Regions from separate parts of the Mus musculus genome. Here all the other regions are linked to region 4. The links are chromatin contacts, called in public Hi-C and promoter capture Hi-C maps. All regions are on one chromosome and are shown on one strand. The core of a region is the stretch at or near the end of the contact, and the rest is flanking DNA. Distances in the headings are between cores, read along the strand shown.

What was found. Promoter capture Hi-C pulls out the DNA fragments that hold promoters and counts their contacts. Hi-C and Micro-C count contacts between places; a contact is called where the count stands out from the background. Capture Hi-C pulls out chosen DNA fragments and counts their contacts.
Region 1: a contact with region 4 is called in a promoter capture Hi-C map of pre-B cells, with 6 times the contacts expected there. The contact joins the promoter of Sema4a here to the promoter of Rhbg in region 4. A contact is called at or near these places in 6 of 39 promoter capture datasets (embryonic stem cells, hematopoietic stem and progenitor cells, hippocampal neurons and 3 more), 1 of 15 datasets of contacts at CTCF or cohesin (embryonic stem cells), 7 of 484 Hi-C or Micro-C datasets (cerebellum, embryonic stem cells and erythroblasts), 2 of 115 datasets of contacts at active chromatin or transcription factors (astrocytes and pancreatic cancer cells) and 1 of 9 other capture datasets (liver).
Region 2: a Hi-C map of pro-B cells shows a contact between it and region 4, with 3 times the contacts expected there. The contact joins the enhancer-like site here to the promoter of Rhbg in region 4. A contact is called at or near these places in 1 of 15 datasets of contacts at CTCF or cohesin (embryonic stem cells) and 22 of 484 Hi-C or Micro-C datasets (B cells, the G1E-ER4 cell line, the N1E-115 cell line and 8 more).
Region 3: a promoter capture Hi-C map of liver shows a contact between it and region 4. The contact joins the promoter of Bcan here to the promoter of Rhbg in region 4. A contact is called at or near these places in 18 of 39 promoter capture datasets (the 3T3-L1 cell line, the C10 cell line, the HPC-7 cell line and 10 more), 3 of 15 datasets of contacts at CTCF or cohesin (embryonic stem cells, large pre-B cells and pro-B cells), 21 of 484 Hi-C or Micro-C datasets (B cells, CD8 T cells, the G1E-ER4 cell line and 15 more), 4 of 115 datasets of contacts at active chromatin or transcription factors (embryonic stem cells, pancreatic cancer cells and stem cell-derived neural progenitor cells) and 4 of 9 other capture datasets (adipose tissue, embryonic stem cells, liver and 1 more).

What each region holds. Positions count from the first base shown.
Region 1 is chr3:88,454,104-88,458,800 of GRCm38.p6, reverse strand. Sema4a (sema domain, immunoglobulin domain (Ig), transmembrane domain (TM) and short cytoplasmic domain, (semaphorin) 4A) reads left to right here and starts at 3,040. Exons shown (of 15, transcript NM_013658.3): 1 at 3,040-3,253; 2 at 3,955-4,122. The coding sequence starts at 3,984.
Region 2 is chr3:88,470,757-88,475,367 of GRCm38.p6, reverse strand. It overlaps the pseudogene Gm5979. Among named protein-coding and RNA genes, the nearest start is that of Gm40089, 6.9 kb to the right of the region's middle. Within about 2 kb of position 2,162, at least 28 of the 459 cell types and tissues checked have an H3K27ac peak or open chromatin away from gene starts, as enhancers often do. A contact at or near this core is called in pro-B cells, where this site is marked.
Region 3 is chr3:87,998,283-88,002,866 of GRCm38.p6, reverse strand. It overlaps Bcan (brevican), which reads left to right and starts at 2,511. Exons shown (of 14, transcript NM_007529.2): 1 at 2,511-2,764.
Region 4 is chr3:88,252,309-88,257,154 of GRCm38.p6, reverse strand. It overlaps Rhbg (Rhesus blood group-associated B glycoprotein), which reads left to right and starts at 2,471. Exons shown (of 10, transcript NM_021375.3): 1 at 2,471-2,686. The coding sequence starts at 2,509.

The DNA.
Region 1 (4,697 bases), core at 1,791-4,290, 200 kb before region 4:
AGGTTGATGGAGTGTGTGTGTGTGTGTGTGTGTGTGTGTGTGTGTGTGTGTGTGTATGGTGGTAAGAATTCTGGAGACCTGCAGGGACAGGAAAAGGTCCCTGGGCTGGGGGGTGCTAGGGACACAGACTGGGGGCATCTTAGTGGCCCCCCCTCCCCCACCCCACAGTAGGCATTCAAATCCATATAAGACGATTTGACTGGCTACAATCATAAAAAAGGGGCAGGGCCATGGGTTGAAAGGGGAGCTGGAAAAGGTTGTTTCTCAAGACCCTGCTCTCCTAAGGGTTGCCCCAAAGGTCCAGGAAGAGAAGGAGGCTGGGGACACTGGACATGCCAGGTCTCTGATGAAGCTAGGGGTGGCTTCTGTGCTGATATTCTTCCTCTGAAGAATCCGTGCAAGCTGGGGCAAGGGGTCGGATGAGGAGCTGACCCTCCACAATCCATCCCCCCCAAACCACCCCCACTCCCCACCTCTACTTTTGATGATTAAGTCCCACAGGAAGGGGCTACTCTCCTCTGTGGTTTGGGGGTTAGGGGAGGACTTGGGGGGACTGGAATCTGACAGAGGAGCTAAGTCTGATGCTGTGATTTCCTGGAGCTAACATGGTCCTGGGGTTTCCCCAGGCTGAGCTCCAGGGCTTACGGGAGAATTGGCTTGGGAGAGCAGGGGCAGGGAAGATGGCATTTTTTTTTTCTCTATAGCAGTGACTCCCAACCTTCCTAATACTGTGACCCTGTGATTCAATTCCTCACGTGGTGGTGACCCCAGCCATAAAATTATTTTCATTGCTACTTCATACCTGTGATTTTGCTACTGTTATGCTTAGCATTGTAAATGTGTGTGTTTTCTGATAGTCTTAGGTGACCCCTATGAGAGGGTCATTTGAACCTTTCTCCGCCCACCCACCCACACCCTATAAAGGGGGTCGCACCCCACAGGGTAAGAACCACTGTTTGCCTGCTGCCTGCTGCCCTTCCTGCCCTGGATGCTTCCAGCCACTGGCCCTGCCTTCCTCATTTGTGTAGTGAGGGAGGGTGTATGGCTTGACAGCCCTGAGTGTCCTGGAAGCAGAGCCTGCTACACCCTTTGTGGGGCCCAGTGTGAATGAAAACGTAGTCCTCTTTTTAAAAAATGATTAAGGCTTTCTCGAGGTAAGCAACAGCAGGAGGGAATACCCAGCATGGCCTCTTCTGAAGGCAGGACCCTGTGTGAGTGACAGGTGAGGCTCAGGGGTATGAGAGATGAGACGAGCTGGTGGGGCCATGTCCCTTTCTCCCCCTGCCTCTCTTCTCTTAGCTGGGCCTGAAAGGCACTGTGAGAGAGTGGGTGGCACCCCAGGGCTGGAAGCACCTAGGCTGAAGTTGACATCAGATGGCCTCTCTTCGGGGAGATTTCTGTTCCTTCTGAGTCAGGAGTCACCCTGAGTGATTGGTTCCTGGCTAGAGGAGAGAAAGCCCCTGCTCCTCCCACTCTGATGCCTGCCTACTCCCTCTGTTGAGCAGCTCTGAGCTGAGCTAATGCACTAGGGCAGGAGATGGGACTGAAGGAGCCAGCCATGTAGGGAGAGCTTCCGAATTAGACAGGTCTGAGGTAGATGGATGGACGTCAGGCTGTCCAGTCACCCCTGCTGCACTTCTGTTCTCTGTGCAGCAAGACTGTAGTGGAGCCTGCCTGCTGAAGTTGGGAAGCCTGAAGCCCCAAGTGTGAGCTTCTCACATTGTCCGAGGGCCTGGGAGAGCACTTGGTCTCCTGAGGACGCCCAGGGACAGGAAGAGAGTAAAGAAGGATGGCATTGGAGCTGCTCCTCTGGTCACAGCTCCTCCCTGTGACCCAGATAGGCCAATCTGTCTCCAAAGAGAGGCCCTGAGGTGGTGGCTTCCCAAGCCTGATCTAGAGGTCAAGGAGACTCAGAAGTTTGTGTCAGCACAGGGAGATTGGCAAAGTCCTCACAGTGAACGGAGAGCTTGGGGGGGGGCGGGTCTTAGCAAGCTTTGACAGATGAAGCCATCAGGAGGGTCTGTGTGAGCCCAGCTCCTGGGCCACACTGGAGAACGGAAGCAGAGGGGAAAGCATGAAGGGAAGGCCAAGCAGGCTCTACCGAGGAATGCTTTCCGTCTAGGAGCTGTAACTGGAAGGGTGGAGGACAGCCTACAGTGGGGACCATCCTGGCAGTGAGGATGGTGTTTACAGTGAAGATAGGGTATGTCCTGGAGGTAGACCAGCTTGGGTCACTGTGCTCTTTAACCTGAAGTCAGCTGACCCGGGAGAGTGGGCAGCAGCCCAACCACTCTTTATTGGCCTAGGAGCCCTTGGTTACTCATTAACCCTGCGTTATGAGGTCTTCCTGGAACCTTTGGGGAGGAGGAACCAGCCACCATGCCAGCTGGGTGCTTCAGCTCCAAAGCGTATCCCAAGAAGCACGCGTTCAAATGGGGAATTTCTCCAATTTCCCACTGAGACGTCAAATTACTAGGGCTTCCTCAGCAAAGTCATAGGGAAAAACCAAAAAACTAATACAAATGTAGGATTTTTATTTATTTTTTATTTTTTTGATACGGGGTTTCTCTGTATAGCCCTGGATGACCTGGAGCACACTCTGTAGATCAGGCTGGCCTCGAACTCAGAGATCTGCCTGCCTCTGCCTCCCGAGTACTGGGATTAAAGGTATGCCTCGCCACCATGCCAGCTTTAAACGTGTTATCTTTCAAGAATGTGGTCCTACTGGGTGTGGGAGGTCGGGAGGTCTCAGTATGTGGCAGTGGGGGAACCCCACAATGGGGTCAGAGAGAGAAGGAATAGGAGAGAGACGGTGTCATACCGAGCTCTCTTGAGCAAGAGGAGTCTGCAGCTTGGGCTGGTTAGACTGGAAGTGGTGTGCGGGAGAAACAAGGGCATCACTGAACTGGCCGGGAAGGAACTCTTAATTTCTGGATAGACTAAGGAGGGAGGGAGGTGTGTCTCCTGCAAGGCCTTCAAGCCTCACCCCCACTCCCACACTCCACCAGTCTCCCCGCCCTGATCCACCAACTTCCGCCCAAGCCAGCCAGGATCTGTCACAACTCGAGGTAGAAATTCTGGTTTCCCTGGCCTGAAACCCACACTGGCTCTGGCAGGATGGGTGCCTGGAGGGCCGCGCGCCCGTTCCAGCCAGGCTGAGCCTGCTTGCCTTGCCTGGACCCCCTTCTTTGCCTCGGATGGCACCCTGATTCAGGGTTTGAACACAGGACTTCTCAGTGTGGCTGGCTCAAGGGTATGTGAGATGAGGCGGGGGCGGGGGAGGGGTGTGAACCTGCATTCAGTGGCCATGGGGGAGGCTGATTGCGGAGCTCTGGGGAGGCAGACAGGGGGGCTGGAGAAGTTGAGAGTCTGCCAAGGACTCCTGCCCAGGCCACTCCCAGGAAATACAGAGGGCAGCCCCACCACAGTGGTAGATAAACTGGCACGCCCCTATCCCTAAGAAGAAGGCTAGATGGGCCCGATTAAGCAAGAGTCAGAGCCCCTGGGGGCTGAGGAGAGGGTAGGCTGTCTGCCTGGGTTGGGGTGAGTAGCGGGCATAAGGTGTCACAGCACAGGCCAGCCTGGGGAAATCTACCTTTTGCATACAGGAACTAGTTCCCTAGAAGACCTTTGCCCAGGGCCAGAGATGATCAGAGCTCTGGAGCACGGGGCCAGGAGATGCTGAGGGGGCAAAGTGGAAAGGAATTTTTCTGTGAGTCAGGTGAGAAATGGCAAGGTAGTTTTTTTAATGGTTAGGTGACCAGAGGCACAGCGTGGGCCACAGCAGCACCCTATGCAGAGGGCAGCAGGAGGCACCTTCAAGGCTGGGGATGGATGGAAGTGAGACTCTGAGGGCCCTTCCAGAGAGGAACTTCTGCCCCCTGGGGCTCTCCTATTGGCCCTCAGGAAGGGTGTGGTAAGCATGGCTAACCCAGAAAGTGCCTGTTTCCTCAGAACCATCTGGTGACCATCTCAGGCTGACCATGGCCCTACCATCCCTGGGCCAGGACTCATGGAGTCTCCTGCGTGTTTTTTTCTTCCAACTCTTCCTGCTGCCATCACTGCCACCTGCTTCTGGGACTGGTGGTCAGGGGCCCATGCCCAGAGTCAAATACCATGCTGGTAAGTGTCTAGTACCTGGGAGGTATGGATGGCACCATAGAGATGAAGGGGCTGAGGAAGGAGAAGGGTGTGCCAGAGGGGACGAAATGGCACGAAGAAACAGAGATGCCAGGGAGCCTGGGAGGGGCTGGGAGAAGAAGAGGCCACCTGAGGCACAAGTTGATCTGTAAGGGAAGGAAGGGTCACTGTGACCCTTTTCTGCCAACTCAGTGGTTTTTCTTTCCCTCAAATGTCAGTCACTAAGCAAGGAGCCTTAAACTCCTGACTGCTTTTTCAGTACCAGGAGCTGGAAAGCTAAAGCTCGCTCTAGATTGTCTGAGGAGCTGGAGGGCCCAAGCCAACTGCAGAGGTCACACCGGGCCAGATCCTGTCCAGGAGACTGGGCATCAGAAGGGATCCTAGCAGCTCACCCAGCCTCGGTGGTTTCTTGAGGAGGCTGTTCGGTTACTGACACCTTTAGTTCCAGGAAATGCCCCAGGGGAAGTGCCACATATACCACACACCCACCCACCCACACACACACACACACACACACACACACACAGAAGTAAGTTACTTCTGTTCACGGATGTAGT
Region 2 (4,611 bases), core at 913-3,412, 220 kb before region 4:
GGAGTTATGTACAACTTTGATACAGCTTCAGGGCACTCTGGACACCCACAGCCACTTCATGTAAACCACTGACACATTGAGAAACTACAATATGATCCTGATCAAATTTTGTAATTAAACCTAACAAGGGCAATAGACACAACTCAAATAAGAGATGTGTCAATCACAGCGCTCTCCTACTCTAAGGTAGTCACAAGGAGACAGAGCTTTTATTCATCATCTTCCTCTTCCTCCTCCTCTTCCTCTTCCACCTTTATCTGGGCAACTTTAGCAGGCCCCTTGGCCCCCTCAAACTTCCCTTTAGACTGACAGTCAGCGACACCCTTCTCATGCTTCTCCTTCAGCTTTGCTGCCTTAGTGACGCAGGCTGCTTCACTCTCACTCAAGTTCTTCCACATCTCACCCAGATTTTTTTTACCACATCTCCAATGGAGATGCCAGGGTTTGTGGATTTGATCTTGGGGCAGAATTCAGAGCAGAATAAGAAAAATCCAGATGGAGGTCCTTTGAGGCATTTGGGTCCTTCTTCTTGCCTCTTTTAGCTGCTATATAATCTTTCATCTCCCAATCATAGCTTATTTTATCTGCCTTTGCCATTTCATCAAACTCTTGATTTCTCTTTGCTAGACACGGTCTTCCACCTCTCAGAGCACTTCTTGGAAAACTCCACAAAATTGACTGCAACCTCTGGGTTTTTCTTCTTGTGTTCTTCCCTGCGTGTCTGCATGAAGAAAGCATAAGCAAACATCTTGCCCCTTGGTTTCTTGGGGTCACCTTTAGCCATCCTGGCTGTATTGTTTGCTAGTCTGGGCAGCGCAGGGCACGCCTTTAATCCCAGCACTAGGGAGACACAGGCAGACAGATCTCTTGAGTTTGAGGGCAGCCAGAGTTACACAGAGAAACCCTGTCTCGAAAAACAAACAAACAAACAAAAAACAAACAAAAAGAAAGAAAGTAAGGGAGGACAGAAGGTAGGAAGGTAGGAAGGTAGGAAGGTAGGAAGGTAGGAAGGTAGGAAGGAAGGAAGGAAGGAAGGAAGGAAGGAAGGAAGAGCCGGGCAGTGGTGGCGCACACCTTTAATCCCAGCACTTGGGAGGCAGAGGCAGGGGGATTTCTGAGTTTGAGGCTAGCCTGGTCTACAGAGTGAGTTCCAGGACAGCCAGGGCTATACAGAGAAACCCTGACTCGAAAAAACTAAGAAAGAAAGAAGGAAAGAAAAGAAGAAGGAAAGAAAGAAAACGGATCTGTAATTGTACCAGAAGGGCCTGAACTTTCCATATGTCTTTCCAAATGCCAGAATTCTTGTCAGGTTTTGCAGGCAGGAAAAACAATATCAATGGGAAAGGAAGGGCCAGGCATGATGTTTAATCCCAGTTTAATCCCAGCACATGGGAGGCAGCAGCAGAAGAATCTCTAAGAGTTCCAGGCTAGCCTGGGCTGACCCTGCCAAAAACAACAACAATATCAAACACACACACACACACACCACCACCACCACCACCACCACTACCCCAAAATCAACAGGAGTAAAATCAATAGGAAAATGAGAACTGAGATCCAGCTGAAGGAGGCTGGGGGTTTGCCAGCATCTTGAATCAGCAGACTTCTGGTGTGCCAGGCAAGAGGTGGTGGCACGTGCCAAGTGAGGGATTGCTATAGTTGAGAACTTCTCTGAGGGCTTTGGGGTACCAGCTGAGACAGTTCCTCTCAGACCATGTTTACAGACTGAGGGAAGCAACAGAAACAGATTTCTTTGTCTCTGATGGATCTTGAAGGCTGGAATCTTAGGTCTCTGGTGGCTGAGGAAGGAATGGAATGAGTTATCCTGCCTGCGGCAGCTGTTAAAGGTTGAGTCCTGGAAGTTGGTCTGCCTTTGGTGAGTCTTGAAGCAAGGGTATGTGTGAGGGCTGAGCGCTAAAATCACCTGTGCCTTTCATTATAAAGCTCAGACGAGAAAGTGTCATGAAGCCTAAGGTATGTCTGAATTTACTGAGAAACCACCTGGTTCTCATTGGCTGAATGGGGTATGCAAATAAGGTGAGACTTAGGACCAACCAGTGAAGAGCCCTCAATCTTAAAAGTTTCCTGCTGTGCGCAGTTGCTGTGGGTCTGCGCAGGCTTGTTTCAGTGCCTTAGGCTCTGACTGCCAATTCTGTTCAGCAGGGGTTTGTGCGGCTGGGTCTTTTGTTTCCTTTAAGTCAGCTGCTGTTTTGACAGCTGTCAGCAGCCAGCTCTTTGCCCCGAGGGAATTCAGTTCCATCAGTAAGAAAGTCTGGCATCAGATGAGTTTCCTATCAGGGACCCATCCTCCCCCAACTCTCATTGTACAGTCCCCACCAAACTCCAAACTAAAATCAGCCCTTCTTTCTTTAAGTTGTTGGGGAATTTTTTTTCTTTGTTATTGTTTGCTTTGTTTTTCCAGACAGGGTTTCTCTGTGTATCCCTGGCTGCCCTGGAACTCGCTCTGTAGACAAGGCTGGCCTTGAACTCACAGAGATCCACCTCCCTCTTCCTCCCTACTGCTGGGATAAAGCTGTACTCCACCATGTTCTCAGATGTCTTGCCAAATCTGCGAGATAAGTAGCTAACACAGTTGGTTCTGTGAGACAGAGCCTCACTCTGTAGCTCCGGCTGGCCTGGAACTCATGAAGATCCTCCTGCCTCAGCCTCCTGAGTTCCGGGATTTCCAGCATGAGCCATAGTAAGCATATTTGTTTTTCAGATTAAGAGAGTTTTCTCCTCTGAAGTTTATCTATCTCTAGCTACACATATGCAAACATTTAACAAATGATGCTTGGTATAGAAGTGTCCCAAGCTTTATGAAGGTATATATATATATATGTATGTATATATATATACATATATATATATATCTTCATGTCTCATATATATATATATCTTCATGTCTCATATATATATATATCTTCATGTCTCATATATATATATATATATATATATATATATATATATATATAAAATGACATGCAATATGATGTTTTAAGATATGTAATCAGTGTAAAACAATGATCAAGCTAATTAACTGTGGGCAGCTATTTTTTCAAAACTGAAGGGAGCTTCTTACTATTGAGGAAGTAGATGAAATAAGGCTCAAGCAGTAAACAAGGTCTCAGGAAGCTCCTTAAACCGAGAAGATCCACGAGGCAACATAAGCAGTAAGAACAGCTGGGCAGAAGAGATTTGCAGACCCTCCAGGCCGTGCACGGAGCTCTAGGTGTGCAATGGTCAGGCATGCAACGGTCCTCAGCCCTACCCCAGCTGGGGGTGGCTTTTAGCTTGTGCAGCTCCTTTGAGTCACCGAAGCTTCTATGAGGAACTCTCCTCCACGCACTTGTAAGTAACATCAGTAAACTCGCTGGCTTATTAAAGAGACTTGGGGGCTGGTGAGATGGCTCAGTGGGTAAGAGCACCTGACTGCTCTTCCAAAGGTCCAGAGTTCAAATCCCAGCAACCACATGGTGGCATACAACCATCTGTAATGAGATCTGACTCCCTCTTCTGGAGTGTCTGAAGACAGCTACAGTGTATTTACATATAATAAATAAATATATATATATATATAAAGAGAGACTTGGGCAGAATAACTTCTTTCTCTTGTTTTCTTTCTTTCTTTCTTTCTTTCTTTCTTTCTTTCTTTCTTTCTTTCTTTCTTTCTTTCTTTCTTTTGAAACAAGGTCTCACTTTGCAGCCCATGTTAACCTGATCTTGTTATATAGACCAGGCTAGCCTTGAGCTCACAGAGATCCATCTGCCTCTGCCTCTGCCTCCCACTTATTAGGATTACAGGGACGAGCCACCACGCCTGGCAACTTCCTGAGTGCTGAGGCTGGAAGCCACAGAGGTCTCTTTGACCCCCACATCCAACCTCGTAACAACTGAAGGGAGGCAAGAGGGTAGTTAGGTTCAACATGACTAAATAATGGGTGTTGGTTCAAGATCTGGAGTCTGACCCCAAGTGGTTTATTTTAGGCCTACTTAAATTAGCACCGCACAATTTGGTTTAAAGCCTTATTCTGGTAATCATTAACTCAATCCCGAGTTCACAACAAAGCATTCCTAAATAGCTTTAAAAAAAACAAAGTGAGCTAAACACAAACCAGGCATGACGACAGCGAACTCTTTGTGAGGTCCACGAAGATAGGTTCTATAGATTGAGAAAAACAAATTAACGATAAGGGTCTACGAGATGATCTGGTGCTGGAAAAGTCTCTGGCTACACAGGGCAAAGGTCACCAGCCTTCTGGACACATAAGGCTGTGCATTCCTTCCCTACGGGAACAACCATGTGTTTAACATTCCAGACTCCTCTAGTGCTTCTCTGTGAGCACACAGACCTCTGTGTGGCCTACAGGAAGCTGAGGCTGAGCCGTGTGAGGGTGGCACGTCCCTGGGGTGCTGCACATCTGTTCCATCTTCTCATGTGGTATGGGGTGCAGTGATGGTTTGAATAGGAATGGCCCTTATAGACTGTATGATAGGCACTATTAGGAGGTGTGGCATTGCTGGAGGAAGTGTGTCACTGTGGAGGTGGATTTGAGGTCTCCTATATGCTCAAGCTGTGCCCAGTGTGACAGACAGTCCCCTTCTGCTGCC
Region 3 (4,584 bases), core at 1,262-3,761, 250 kb after region 4:
AAGCTTTGCTATGCTTCCTGGCCCCCTTCTGAGACTATCAAAGCCCCCATTCTCTGAGCACAGCTGTGCCAGCACTGGGCCCCTCCCAGCCAAGAAGCCAGGTGTCTGGGCCTTGAGGGGGCTGGCTGCCAATGCAGGAGAGGGCGCGAGTCTGAACAGCCCTCCAGCGGCCACTTCAGATGGGCGCACAGTAAGAGCCAACACCGAAGAGGGGTGTTTGGGAGGCGGGAGCTTTGCGAGCAGCGTGGGTTCTCACCTTGGGCCACAGCTTTGGCCTGTGTGGAAGCTATTGCCCTGGGAAAGCGGGAGGAGATTGCTGGTTCTTCAAGAGAGCCTGGAAAAGTCTCCAGGGCAGGCTGGGAGGCAGCCAGCTGCACCACGTGGGGACAGGGCAGGCGAGCCGCCACTGCCTGGCTTTCTCCAAGCTCGCCTTCCTCCTCCCTCTTTTCCTGAGCCCTTGGTGCAGCAGTCCTGGGCAGGCCACTTCTGATTCAACCGGCTGACCCTTGTGACACCGCCGTTTACCATTTGGCATCTAGAAGACCCTTGTGGCTATGAGAACTGTCATGCCCTGTTGCTAGGACACGGGTTTGCACACGAAAGCCGCCATTCTGGGCTCTGTTGGCTTCCAGTGCCAAGATCTCTGTCTAAGATCTAAAGGGGATGCAAGGAGCAGGCCAGGGTCCAGGAGCACCTCAGATGGAGAACAGAAATGAGCAGAGTCCTTTGGCTATGAGTCAAGATGCCAGACTCCATAATTGGGGAAAAGGTACCTATCAGCAATGGCTAGAGTTGTGTGGGTGTACCTCGATGCAAATGTCCCCAGCTGGAAAAAAGGGGGGCCTTTATAATGCCCATCTTTTATAGAAAGGGGCCCCTCTCAAAGACTCAGTCCCCATGGGCTGCTGAGCCCCTAACCAGACCTCATAAGGCTGTGAATGACAAAGAATAGGATTCCACAGGAGTGGTGGGGACCCTGCTTGGTTGATCAGAAGAGGCCAAGGCATTCCTGGCAGATGGCTGCCTACTGGCTCCACTGGCCCCAGGATTCTTTTCCCCTTCCCCCGGGTTGTGCACATTGGTAACTCTGAGCTGGGGGCGGGGGCGGGGGGTATCTCTTTCCTGTCTTCCTTGGTCACAGTCAGGTTTTCCCAGGCAAAAATTGTGTTATATCCAAGACAGCAACTGGGCTGAACTGCAGCCCCTTGGTTTCTTTCCTAGCTCCACCTGGGAGACCTGCAGGGCATGGAGCCCATGTGTTGGTGAGCCATGCAGGTGCAACCCAGAGCTGGCACCCAGCACCTCAGAGTCCTTCCCAACTGGTGACTCCCCCAGTCTTAGGGCCCCAGACAGGGCCTGGTACATAGATGACTTGTGGGTCAAGCTTAAGGAATGAATAAATGAAGGCCTCCTGTGCAGCTTCTTCAGGGGCCCCTTTCTCCTTTCTGCTGGCACCACTGCCTGGTAGTTTTCTCCCTGCGTGACTCTGCCCTGGGTTTCAAGGTCCTTCTGTCCTGTCCTTACAGTGGGCGGCATTAGCTGGAGTCCTCTCTTTAAACTTGTAAGGCTTTGGAGAGGAGTTTGTTTTTTTCCAGAGGTTCTGAAGGCGTTTTTTTTTTTTTTTGTTTTGTTTTGTTTTTTGGTTTTGTTTTGTTTTGTTTTTTTGGAACTCCATCCAAGGCAGGGGGTGGGGCGTGATTAGGAAACTGTTCCCTGAGTTGGGGGTGAAGGTGTCTGCAGACAGTCGGCATTTGGGGATCTAGAAATGGTAAGGTCACAGCCCCCACACCGGCCTTGAGGACAAGGATCTGGCTGAGTGGCCTACAGCTGGTGCCAAGGCTTTGCCTGGAGTCGCAAGCAAGAGGAGGAAAGTGGGAAGCCTGGGAAAGCAGGGAGAAGCAGCGGGTGAAGTGGGGGTGGGGGACAGCTGGCAGTCCTCGAGGCCCACCCCCAGGCTCCTGGCTGCACACTGGGCAGCCCAGCCGAGGCTAGCAGGCTCTCCTGCACACATTGATCTGCAACCTGTGACGCCTGCTCCATCACTCACTGTACCACTTGATACCGCGCGCCTAGACTCTCTTGACTTGGGTTGCCTAACCCGTAGTTCTGCGAGTCGACCTCCACCTGGTCAACCACTGCAAAGTCAGCTCCTCCGCCGGGGAGGGAGAGGAGCACCGGGGGAGCACAGCCCGATCAAAGCTTCCTCAAGAGGGATGGCTGTGGTCATCTGCCTTTTCTCTGGCCTGAGAAAAGGACTTCCCCTTTTCACCCAGCAGTGCCCTCTTTCCCGGGGCAAAGCTCCTGTCGTCCCTCCATCCTCTGCGCGACTAAGTTTGAGCCGGTCTTCCTCCCTTTAACCAATGAGAAGTCCCTCCCGTGTTCTAACTCTCCATCCTGCGTCGCCACAGCGCCCTCCATCGCTCCCTCCCCGCCCCTTCTGCCCTCCCCGCTGCAAGTCTTGGGCTCCCGTCCGCGGAACCTTGTCCTACTTCGCTTGTCCTCCCTCTGCCCGCTGTCGCCCGGAACCCGCACAGAGAAGGCAGCGGGTCCCGTGACCGCGCAGAGCCCCCCACGGGGGCGGCAAGGGCCGGGGACGGCGGGGAAGGCGGGGCGCGTGGGAAGAAAGGGGGTTTTGTGAGGCTCCCGGCGAGCTGGCGCCCCTGTCTGGGTCCCGCGCGCCCGGCCCTGCTCGCGCCCGCGCATTGCGCCGCAGTCTCGGCTGCGGCTGCGGGACGTGCGGTGTGCGCGGAGGGGACCTCGCAAGGTGAGTGCGGAGGCCTGGCCCTATCGGTCGCTTGCTTGCTTGCTGTGTGACCTTGGGTAAGTTTCTTGACCTCTCTGAGCCAAAGGATCCGGGCGAGGGCGAGAGCGGGCCGCGATACTGGCTGCTGTGGGCGACCGAGACAGTGACCCACCGTAGCTTCCTGGGGTCCCCAGGCACTCGGGGGTGCGGTCGGCAGCGGCGCCTCTCTGAAGGTGGGCGCGCAGCGCTCTGTGCCGGCTTCGGCACCCTGAGCCACGCGTCTGCTCGCTCACTGTCCTCGCCGCGCAGCCTTCAGGAGCCAGGGGACGTCTGGGCTGCGGAGCGACTAAGGATGCCCGGGCTGGAGACGACAGGGGACTGCTGAGCTCCGGTCCTTGTGGTGGCTTTCCTCCGGGAAGTGTCACAGTAGCCACTCTTGGCCACTTGGATCAAAAATTCATGTCTCAGGGCAGTCGGATCCTCTGGCCTCAGGCTTCCTTCCTCATCCCGTGCTGCCCCAACACGGGTAAAAGAGGTAGCCACAGGGCCGGGCGGGCGTGTGAGTAGCTCCTGCTCCCAGCCTCCCCTCCTCAGAACGCTCCAGCACCTGGCTTACTTGCCAGCGGTAACCCGAGTGACTGCTCGCCCGGCCCGCTGCACAGCACAGGCCAGAGCGCTGCTTAGCAGGGGAGTCTGTCCTGGGAGGATCTAGGAGGACCGCTTAGGCTCAGGCTAGCGACTATGAAGGCAGACCGAGTGGGAGATGGAGCCAGTGAGAATAGGTATGGTCGGTAGGAAATCTTGCCTGACGTTGTAACTGACCCCCGGCTGCATCATTAGCCATGTAGTCCTGGGTCCCCGAATACTCCCAAGTCTGACTCTTTACAGAGTGTGTTCATTATCTGTGCAGCTTTCCTTCCTGAGGGCACAGTGACCTGGCTCCCGGTTTGGCTCAGAGTTAGCTCTAACCCTCTCTGGTCATCCACCTCACTTTCCCCGTGAGCCTGTATGCGCAATGAGATCTCAGAAAGAGAAACTGTTTCCAGAGCTGAGGGCCAGGGCGGGGGGGGGGGGGGGACGACTGGCCTCTCCCTGTACCCTTCTCCAGTACACTCCAAGTTGTAGGCTTTCACAAAAGATGGGTGGGGGAAGGAGCAACTGGATAGAGGCCAGACTGGCAGGGACAGGGTCTTTGTCCCAGCTGGCTTCTGAGCCAGGAGATCCGGTGGGAAAGCCCGTGCCAGGCAGAGGGGAATGGCTGAGAGCAAAGTGGGAGGGAGGGAGGGATGGAGGGGGCAGAGGATGTTGGGCACCAGGGGAGCTTCCTTACAAGTCCTGGTGGAGAGGAAGCAGAGGGAGAAGCCGCTGTTTCAGCAGGGTTCAGTCTAGGAGGCCCTCCTGGAAGAGGAAGGGTTAGGAAGGGAAGGTTGGAGCTTTACTGTGGGGGAAAGAAACTCCTGGTTGGCACCTGAGGGCGGGGAGGGGGGTGTTTGCCAAGGGGGTGAAGTAGGACCATAGTTGCGCTCCCAACCCCACCCCTGCGTCTGTGGGTTTGAGTCTCCAACCCCTAGAGGCTGCCTGGACCTGCAGGTGCCCAAGTCCCTCACACAGAATGATGTCTTTGCATCTCACCTACGCATGTCTTTCATACACAGGAACCCGTCTCTAGGTGACTTATAATTCCTAAGTATATGCATGCTGTTTAGGGAACAGTGACAAAAACCTCTGTATGTGTTCAGAACAGACTCTTTTTTTTTTCCTGCATGTTTGACGAGTAGCTGGTTTGGATGCATAGATTTTGAATACACGTGCACAGAGAGCTGATTACGCAGTACCACCAG
Region 4 (4,846 bases), core at 1,222-3,721:
GACCTTGTCTCCAAAGAAAAAATTGTGGGAACAGGGGGTTATGCCTATGCTAGCCCCACAAGGCTCCCAGCTCCTGCTATCTGCATGGGATCAATAGCTGCCTGGTTCCGCTTCTTGAGCCTCAGAGTGTTGAAGCTGTGACCCATTTACTGACCTTGCTTAGCCAATCAGATGAAATTAATCACCACATCTGTGGAGTGCTTGCCACAGTGCCAGCCATCTATAGGAATTATCTGGAGTCCTTGTGGGAGATGTTATTATTCTCACTCACAGACAAGGAAACTGGGGCTCAAAGGGCACTCAATAATCTGCCTGAGGTCACACAGTATAGATATGAAGAAGGAAGGAAGGAAGAGAAGGAGGGAGAGGGGAAGGAAGGAAGGATGGCGGGGTGTCTGTATGACTGTAGCTTTGCTGGCTCTTGTGTTTGCCCCCTAAGCACACCAGAGATGGTCGGTGAGACTAACAGCGACAACAGCTCCTAGAACCCGAACCAAGGCAGCAGGGAGAGGAAGTGGGTGGCCTTGGCAGAGAGCATCCTGGAGCAACCCTGAGTTACTCAGTAACCTCAGACACTCAATTCTCCAGGGACAACCTGCACAGGCCGGGCCATGGCAAGCAGGAGACACCAACTCCCCCTGGCTTTAAATGCTTGGCCAGTCATGACTGGACACCAGAGATGGAAAGTCAAAGATTGGGCAGATCTCAAGACTAGACAGACGGAGACTGGTGATACAGACGTCCCTCAGAGGCCTGCAGTTGAGAAAGGAGTGAGACACGAAGCCCATCACTTCACAGGATCCTAGGAGGGGGAACCAAGGGCCAGATCTCAGCAAGTGATCAACAGAGCCAGGACTAATGCTTGATGGATGGTGGGTTAGAGAGTCTTCTCAGGAAGCAGACAGGCGGGGGAGCCTTAGCAAAGCTTTTCAGGGTCTTGCTGTATTGGACCAGAAAGAATACCGGCTGGTGTCTGTCACACAGTGTTAACACTTCAAGGTCACGCCTTACAAGGGAGTGAACGTCCCATATGCTGACCATATGTTGGCCCAGTTCTTCTGTCTTTCCAAAGGAACTTCTGAAGCCCTCCCCTGACTCAGCGATTGAAGAGCTAACATCTGCTAGGCTGGGACCTTCAGGGCCTAAGCCCGTTATATCCTTGTACTAGACTATCTGGTTCCAACCCTAGGACCTAGCCCAGGGTAGACACTACATGAGTATTTATTGAGTGAATGAATGAAGAAGAGAAAAGGGGGAAGTCAGGCCCTGGAGGAGTTGTAGATGAAGGGAGGTATGGAGTTAAGAGGAGGTTAAAATCAGACCACAGCTCTCTCTTCCCCTTTCTCTAGTTCTGGGGGTATAGAAGGCTCTTCCTCCCAGACCTGCTGGAACCACCCAAGCAACTACTGACACCAAGCAGGGCTCAGGAGTCACACCTGGGACAGGAGATGGCCCCCGCAGGGGGTGACCCATAGATGCTGAGTCTTTATGCTTAACCTTCCTGCTGACTGAAGAGTGATGGAGAGTCTCTGGACAGGGCCCACATGGACCAGCTGGGAGCTGTGTCACCAGAGGCTGATCTCTGGTCTTTCATGTGCCTGGCTGGACCCTTGGCACAGGAAACCAGACAGCTAGAATCCAGGTGTCCTCCCAAGTCCACAAAAAAGGCAGGGGCAGAGGCTCAGGTCCCTGCTGAGACAGTGGAAGAACTGGACAATGAGCAGAGGGTTAGCAAGCTATCCTACTGTCCCTGCACCTGTGGACTGCAGGTTTCAGAACCAAGAGTACCAGTGTCCCTACCGGCTAGAGTCCTTCAGGGACCATGGCTGTTGGAGCTGTAATCTCAGCTCAACTTAAGGTGGTAGAGGCTGGGGCCCGAGAGATGGCTCAGCAGTTAAGAGCACCCACTGCTCTTCCAGAGGTCCTGAGTTCAATTCCCAGCAACCACTTGATGGCTCACAACCATCTGTAATGGGATCTGATGATCTCTTCTGGTGTGTCTAAAAAGAATGGCAGTGTACTCATAAAATAACTAAATACATCTTTAACAACAACAACAACAACAACAAAGGTGGTAGAGTGGTAGAGGCAACTGCTTCTGAGAGGGGCCATCTGGTTTATCTCTACAGCCAGGCAACGGAAGATCTCAGCATTAATCCGATTCCTTCCTATTAACCGAGGGAAACCAGGTAGGACCTTTAAAGGATACTAGCTTCTTGGATGCCAATCTCTCACACCAGGTTTAAAGGGGCGAGTACCTTTCCCCCTCTCTCCACCCTCTGGCAGCTGGGGCACAGTTGGGGAAGCTCACACATCACCGGTGCCTCAGCGGGGCCATGGGAAACAGGACCTGACCTGCGGGGCTAATCCCTGCCAACCTCGAGCTGAGGGGTGGGGCTCCCCAAGGAGCAGCACGGCCTCCGGGGGGCGGGGCCTCACCTTTGCGGTGGCAGGAGTCAGCTTGGCCGGCACTGCCCTGCCGGAGACCGGGAGAACACAGCCGCGTTCATGGCCCGCGTTCCCCGCCACCGGCGCCTGGTCCTGCCGCTGCTGTGCCTGCTCTTCCAAGGCGCCACTGCCCTCCTCTTTGCTATCTTTGTCCGGTACAACCACGAAACCGACGCTGCCCTGTGGCACTGGGGCAACCACAGTAACGTGGACAACGAGTTTTACTTTCGCTACCCAAGTGAGTGCGGGCGAGGGCGTGGGAAGCAAAGCCTCTAAGTCCCGGGTGTGTAGGGAAGGGCGTTGATGGGTACTCCTGCCACCAAGATGACTGCCGGGGCTTTAAAATAGTCCCCTTTCTCTAGTGTCCCTCTTGTTCCAGGCACTGCTGGGGATGGCACATGCTCTATCTCAGGCTGAGGAGAGGTAAGGCTCAGTCAGAGTCAGGGTCAGACAGTAAGGGGAGCTGGGGCTTCAATCCAGTTGTAAGTGGCCCCAGTGTTAGCTACTGTCTCACCTTCCGTTGGGGCTAATTTGACTTTGTCTAGGAGTCCAGCTTGACCACAGGAAAGAGAATCTTGGTGGGACTGCCAGGTAGGGTGCCAGAGGAGACGAGGGAGAACTAGGTGTGAAATTCCCACATGTTCAGGCGTCGAAGATTGGTTTCAGCACAAACACTCCAGGTTTGAGAGTGAGAGGACCCTGGACCCATTTGCCAGTTTCAAGGCCAGTGTGAGGCGGGCTAGGGCTGTGCTCGGTGCTGCACTATTATCTCATCTCACAGTTTAAGGTGGCTGCGGGGTGCCCATTATCACCCACCAAGGATCGCACAGCTAGAATAGCGCTTACACATCATAAACTTGACCACTGACCATTTGCCTCCTGACAAGGTTCTGGACAGGGAGTTAACCCCCTCATGGAGACAGAGCATTTCCTTCGAGGTTGTAACTGAGGCACTGGACATCTGGGACCAAGCACACTGCCCCTCCCTCTAATGCCCAAGTCAACCTTCTCTAGTTCCAGTTCCTCATCCAAGTGCCAGGAAGAAGCTGGGGGTGATGGTTTGTGCCTGTAATCTCAGTGCTCCAGTAGTGGAGGAGGGATGATCTGGAGTTCAAAACCAGCCTCAGCCACACTGTGAATCTGAGACCAGATTGAGCTAACAAAACTCTGTCTCAAACGAACAAACAAACAAACAAACAAACACCAAAAAGGAGTGAGGGAAAATGTCTGTTTGAAGGGCATGCAAAAAGCAACAAGGCTATTAAACCCACTTTCTGCCGCTGAGCTGTTGACAGGCTGTCCCCACCTCACCCTGCCCTTTCCCAGCAATGGGGACATAAAGGGCTAAGGGAGACTTTGAACTGTGCCAGGAAGCACCAGACCCCCCAAACAACCACAGCACCTCCGTCTCCACAGTTCATTCCTAGTTGTGGCAGGGATTGGCAGCATTCAGGCCTCAGAGAAGCTAGAATCAAAACCAAAGCCCTAAAGCCGGCCCTATACTGATGGACACTCACTGTCCACAGAGCTGGGGGTTGAGAGGAAATGAGCCAGGCAGGTGAAGGAGGTGAGTTTTGGTTGTCTAAGAGGGTCCGAAACAGCTTCTCTTAGAGCCCCTGGCCCTGTTTGTTCCAAAGCGCAGAATCCTGCCTTTTACAGCAGAGGCAGTGCTGGGCTCTCCTTCCCAAGAGGGCAGCAAGGACCATGGCAGATTTACTGCCTCCCTGCCCCAGTATTGACCTCTGTGAACTTTGAGCCTACTGTTTGGGGAAAGCTGGGCAGGAGGGAGATGTGAGGTCTCTAAAGCCTGTGCTTTGATGAGCCGGGTACTCACCTGTCCCTGTGTCCAGAGGAAAGGGTCAAGGCCAGAGGGCGGGTAGAAACCACCCTCTGATTCAGAAGATGAAAAGAATCTTCGGTGAGTATTGACAGGCCAAGGTCGCAGGCATGGTTACCCTAAGGGGGCTGTCAGGAGATGGCGATGTCTCCCTCAGATAGATAGGACGGGAAGGGCCCTAGGATTCTGTAGGCTACGTCTCTCAGATCAGATGTGAACAGAGAGCCAGGAAGGTCACTCACCTACCCAAGATCACATAGCAAGTCACAAAAAGAGTGGGACAAGAGCCAGGCCTCTTGGTTCTCCTTCTGGAAGTTCTGCCATGTTCAGGTTACCCCAGTTTGCCTTATCTTTTAGGCAGGGTCTCACAAAGAAACCAGGTCAGTCTCAGACTTACCATCCTCCTGTCTCAGTTTCCCAAGTCCTGGGGATACCGGCTTGAAACATTGTACCCTGCCTACAAGTACCTCTCATTCTACAAAGCCAGTGATTCAAAATAAGGGAAAGGTGGGGCGGTGGTGGCATGTGTCTTTAATCCCAGCACTCAGGAGGCAGAGGCAG